Regions from separate parts of the Capsicum annuum genome. Here region 1 is linked to region 2. The links are chromatin contacts, called in public Hi-C maps. All regions are on one chromosome and are shown on one strand. Each heading gives the region's core, a stretch centred on a gene start, on an enhancer-like site or on the middle of the called end of the contact. The rest is flanking DNA. Distances are from core to core; before and after follow the strand shown. Region 1 holds the start of LOC124885309. Region 2 overlaps LOC107850702 (receptor protein kinase TMK1).

The links. Hi-C and Micro-C count contacts between places; a contact is called where the count stands out from the background.
Region 1: a Hi-C map of leaf shows a contact between it and region 2, with 2.8 times the contacts expected there. The contact joins the promoter of LOC124885309 here to the enhancer-like site in region 2. A contact is called at or near these places in 2 of 5 Hi-C or Micro-C datasets (leaf and placenta).

Annotation. Positions count from the first base shown.
Region 1 is chr12:28,542,073-28,544,886 of UCD10Xv1.1, forward strand. LOC124885309 reads left to right here and starts at 1,366. Exons shown (of 2, transcript XM_047401537.1): 1 at 1,366-1,498; 2 at 1,623-2,356. The coding sequence starts at 1,366. The coding sequence ends at 2,356.
Region 2 is chr12:28,411,248-28,414,271 of UCD10Xv1.1, forward strand. LOC107850702 (receptor protein kinase TMK1) reads left to right here. Exons shown (of 2, transcript XM_016695409.2): 2 at 105-988. The coding sequence ends at 634. Among protein-coding and RNA genes, the nearest start is that of LOC107850702, 5.1 kb to the left of the region's middle. Within about 2 kb of position 1,279, at least 4 of the 5 cell types and tissues checked have an H3K27ac peak or open chromatin away from gene starts, as enhancers often do. A contact at or near this core is called in leaf, where this site is marked.

The sequences.
Region 1 (2,814 bases), core at 116-2,615, 130 kb after region 2:
GGACCAAAATTACTTTTAAGACGGTGAGTTGCCACGAAATAATATTTATGACTATTCTGTTATTTAATTAATTTCAATTCTATATCATTATTATACTTTTTTTTTTCCAACGCCGACTTGCTGGGTTTCCCAAGCTAGCCCGAATAAAATATTCAAGCATCAAATACTCTCTCTTCACTTTTTTTTTCTTTTTGATGTTGTACTTTTAATATGCCATTTCCGTCTTAAATTATTCATTTTAAATTGAGATAATATATTAATTAAGAAAAATAATTAATATTATAACTAATTTATTATAGTACCTTTATTAAATAATATTTATATTTTAATTTAAAGAAAAGATAATTAATGTAAGGGATAAAATATGAAAAAAATTATTTTTTTTTAAATTGAGATAATATATTAATTAAGAAAAATAATTAATATTATAACTAATTTATTATAGTACCTTTATTAAATAATATTTATATTTTAATTTAAAGAAAAAATAATTAATGTAAGGGATAAAATATGAAAAAAATTATTTTTTTTTATTAATAAAAAAGATAAGTAAAATGAAAAATTAAATTAATAAATGGAGAAAGTAGTTATTTATACTTTAAATTATTTATTTCATATTAAACAGTAATTAATAAATATGACAAGTAAAAGTGAGTCACGCGGTGTATATCAAAGCAAAAGAGAAAGTAGTTGATCATAAATGGTAAATAGGAATGTAGAGAGTCCAGATCGTCCCTTTGAGCTTTGCTAACTTTGACTCTGACCTTTGCAGTGTCCAGTAAACTATCTTCTTTCTTCTCTTTTCTTTTCCTATGCATCTGAGAATTGAGCTTCATGCAGCTGAGAGTGAAGAAAGGAGCTTGATCTACCAAGACTTGGTGCTGTATTTTGATTCTTCTTGTTCATTTCCGTTGTTGAATTTATGAATCCGTGTAACATATCTGACTATTAAGAAGGGTATGTTGTGCATGTATTTGATGTTGTTTCCTTATTCTTGTGTTGTTTGATAGTGGGCATTGTTATTTCTGTTAAGATAGTGAGAAGTGTAATCAGCAAGTTGATGATTAGCTAGAGGAAGTTAGTGTGTGTGATGTATGTGTGAGTGAGTTAGTTGGTTAAGTGTGACAGCTGTCACAAGGAGCAAACTAACTCTATAAATGTGACTTATAGTGCCATAACAAGCCAATGGAAAATCAATCAATGAAAACTACTCTTCTTCTTCAAGCTCTTAGCTCAATACTATAGAAATCTAACATGGTATCAAAGCCACTACTGATCGCTAGCTGTAATCGGTACTAGAGACTATCGATTTCACCTGATCAGTGAGAATAGCAGCTACTGTTCTATTGCTTACAGTGAGCTTTAATGGCGGTTACTCGAAACTCAGCTGCAGATCCTTCAACTACAACTGCAGCACCTGGAAATACACCTACTTCAGCTGGTACAATTGAAATTGACCACAATCATCCGCTGAATTTGCATCCAAACGACACTCCAGGTATCTCTCTTATTTCTATCCAATTATGCCCTATGGAGTAGATCTATGGCGTTGAGTCTCATAGGCAAAAACAAAATAGGCTTTGTTGATGGGAGATATCCTAAAAATCACTTTGATGAATCAGTACATGATCAGTGGGAGAGAGTTAATGCTGTTGTTTTGTCATGGATTATGAATTCAATACGAAAGGATCTGTTGAGTAGTATTATCCATGCCTCTGATGCTCATAATGTGTGGATAGATTTAAAGGAAAGGTTTGATAAGGTGAATGGCTCTAGAGTATTCTACTTGCATAGAGAAATTGTGACCCTCTCTCAGGGAACTCTGTCAGTTGCTGATTATTTTTCTCGAATGAGAACTCTTTGGGATGAATTTGATGCTTTTATGCCTTCTCCTAGATGTAGCTACCCTGAATCTAGAAGTTATGCCCAAAGAGTATTACAGTTCCTAATGGGTCTAAATGAAACATACTCCCAGTGTAGAAGCCAAATCCTATTAATGACCCCTGTACCATCCATTAGCAAAGTGTACTCCATGATTGTGGATCATGAAAGTCAGAGATCCATAGCTTCTAGTTCCTCTGTGGGTCGTCTTAGTGATACACTTGATGCAGCAGCTCTCTTTAACTATAAACTAGGTTACAAAGGCAAAGGTGGATATCTAGGTCCTGGTGATTCAGGAGGTACAAGTTTAGTTAAGACTACAAGTATCTATGAGGGAAGACCACCAGCTTCCACCTATAAAGGTGCTCCACAGAAAAAAACACCAGTGGTTTGTGAGTTCTGTGGTTATAATGGTCATACTAAGGATCAATGTTTCAAGCCAAATCGTATTAATGACCCCTGTACCATCCATTAGCAAAGTGTACTCCATGATTGTGGATCATGAAAGTCAGAGATCCATAGCTTCTAGTTCCTCTGTGGGTCGTCTTAGTGATACACTTGATGCAGCAGCTCTCTTTAACTATAAACTAGGTTACAAAGGCAAAGGTGGATATCTAGGTCCTGGTGATTCAGGAGGTACAAGTTTAGTTAAGACTACAAGTATCTATGAGGGAAGACCACCAGCTTCCACCTATAAAGGTGCTCCACAGAAAAAAACACCAGTGGTTTGTGAGTTCTGTGGTTATAATGGTCATACTAAGGATCAATGTTTCAAGCCAAATCGTATTAATGACCCCTGTACCATCTATTAGCAAAGTGTACTCCATGATTGTGGATCATGAAAGTCAGAGATCCATAGCTTCTATTTCTTCTGTGGGATGTGGGTTGTCTTAGTGATACACTTGATGCAGCAGCTCTCTTTACCTATAAACC
Region 2 (3,024 bases), core at 29-2,528:
AACTTGCATCTTGCTTTCCTGATTGTGATATGTGCATATAAGGATTTCTTTGAATGTAGATATATCCACCTCTAAAATTGTATTTATCTTGATTCTTTTGCCAGTAACTGGGAGAGTGACAACAAAGGTGGACGTGTTCAGTTTCGGTGTGATTTTGATGGAACTCATCACAGGAAGAAAGGCGCTTGATGAAAGCCAGCCTGAGGAGAGCATGCATCTAGTAACATGGTTCCGAAGGATGCATTTGAATAAGGATACATTCAGAAAGGCAATTGACCCCGCGATAGACCAGAGCGAGGAAACACTTGTCAGTGTCAGTACTGTAGCTGAGCTAGCTGGGCACTGCTCTGCAAGGGAGCCATATCAAAGGCCTGACATGGGTCATGCTGTGAATGTTCTTTCATCCCTTGTGGAGCTCTGGAAACCATCCGACGAGTGCTCAGAGGACATATACGGCATTGATCTCGACATGTCACTGCCCCAGGCGCTTAAGAAGTGGCAGGCCTATGAAGGTACAAGCCACATGGATTCATCCTCTTCTTCATACCTTCCAAGCTTGGATAACACTCAAACTAGCATCCCTACTCGCCCTTACGGATTTGCTGAGTCATTTAGATCTTCTGATGGTAGATGAGAAGTTGGCACTCTTTGATCTAGGTTTGGTTGTTCATTCTATCTGTTATCTTCCTCGTTGCAAGTCACGCAACCTTTTTTTTTCCCCTTTTAACTCTGATGCTTTGATCCTTTTAACTCATTCTTAGTTTTGGAACTGTGAGGATAGGGATTCTTTTTAAGTTTTTGCTGTCTTTTGACTCTTGTTGTATGATGAATCTCACTCTCCATGTGAATACATTGTGGTTTGGTGAGGATAGGGATTCTTTTTAAGTTTTTGCTGTCTTTTGACTCTTGTTGTATGATGAATCTCACTCTCCATGTGAATACATTGTGGTTTGGTTGGAAATGAAAGGGATGTCATCAATTACCAGTAGACCATGGTACTTTTGTATTCTTGAATTGTTTCTTCAGAAAAAAACAGCTAGTGCAAGCTGTATTGAAATGTAAAGTGCCTTTGATGTGTGCAAATCATAAAATTAGCTTTTGTTTATGAAGGTTTATGCTTTTTCAAGAAAACTGTAAACTGTATGTTATGATTACAGATCAACTGTTGATACCTTTGTCAATCACAAATAGGCATAAAATTTAGTACCTTTAGGTGAAATGGGCTTTACCATAATGGCAAAAATCTTTTGAGATATTTAAGGTGCATGGTAATGTTCAGTCATGTCAAACAGCAAATTTCCACAAGTAACCAAATGTCTGAGCTCCACTAAAGGAGGTGGTCTTCACTCTTTGTCGTGATAAAAGAAAGACAAGTCTCAGTTTTTCTTTCTGAAAAGAAAATGAGAATGTGGTCCTTGATTTGACCTAGAGGATAATGAAGTGAGTGAAAATCCACAAAGACCAGCATATAAATTTCATTAGAGCCAAATAGCAGTAGGTACTTTTCTCATCGAGCCAAAGCTTACTGGATAAAGTTACCTAGTACATGTACTGATGCAAGATAGTAAGTATAGTATTAGAACAAATAATCGAGGTAGGTACAAGTTGATTAAGATACTATTTTTATAAGAACAAAAGAAACAAAGAGACTGTGGTGCTCGATCCGGCCTAGAAGTTAATGAAATGAGTAAAAAACATGTAACATTAGCGTTTAAATTTCATTGGAGCCACTTAGCACTACGTATATCGAGCTAAGCTATGCAAGATAACAGCAAGTGTTGAATGAAATAATTGAGATACACGCAAGTTGACTATAGCAGCAAGTATTGAATGAAATAATTGAGATACACGCAAGTTGACTATGATACCAAACAAACAAAGAGAATGTGGCAGTGGATTGATGAAAATGGAAGTCTTAGCTGTTAAAGATCATACATATTTTCTGAAACAGACATTAAAGGACCCTTTTCTCATATCCAGAATTGACCATTTCTTTCAAAAATAACACATTCACAACATAGCAACTAGTTTTGGTTAGATGAGCAAAAAGTCATTTTCATAACTAAAAATGAGTGATGCACAAAAAAGAAAAAGGTTGAGTATTGAAAAGTTATTCCTCCAATTTGGAGAGGATAAAAACAAAGAGCATGTTCTACTGTCATCCAATGATCCATCAATGTGATATGGAAAAATGAGGACCTTATAATAAATTTTTAATTGTGAAAAATTAGCTGGTCACATGTACAAAAAAAAAATTGTTTACATATTGTCCACCATAGTTTATTCAAAGGAGATTTAAAAATTGTGGACCAATTAACAGCTAGAGCCTTCACATGGAGCTTTCCTTCATGACCAATTCATTGATGAAGGTTATATCATCCTTATCTGTCTCAATCATTGTGGATACTATTGTCCAAGACTAATAGCTTAATGGCCAAACTTTTGGTTTTTGAAAAAAATAGGTTGACACATCCATAGCTTTTGAACTTTTGAGAAAATTTTATTTAGATACTTAATTGAACTTATAATAAAGTGATTCTATTAAATATTTTCAGATCAAATTTTGAGGGAAAAAAAGTTTGAACGTGTTTTTAAGTGTTCGTTATGTAGATAAATTAGTCAATTAAAATATGTCACTTTCTTTAATTATATATATTTATTATGATAAGTTGTAAAACCTAAGACCTATTTCAATTGAGGCTGATGTATATATTTACAGGACATGCCATAATTTATGTGCTTGACTTAATTACCTAATAGATGCTAGCCTGAAAATACATGCAAAAATTTCTCCACAATTTCAACTGTAAATATCTGTAAAAATAAATTATTATATTTTCAAATGCTCAATTGAAATAAATATTGATTTGAATATATACATAAAATTGGCCAGGCTTTCGGTAGCCTAAAAAAACAAGTACGTGGTTGCAAAAGCTATTGATAGTCCTTGCTCTTCTTAAGAGGAATCTAAAACTTCTAGAATTGAATCTAGATCTTCAATATATGTATTTATACCAAAAATTA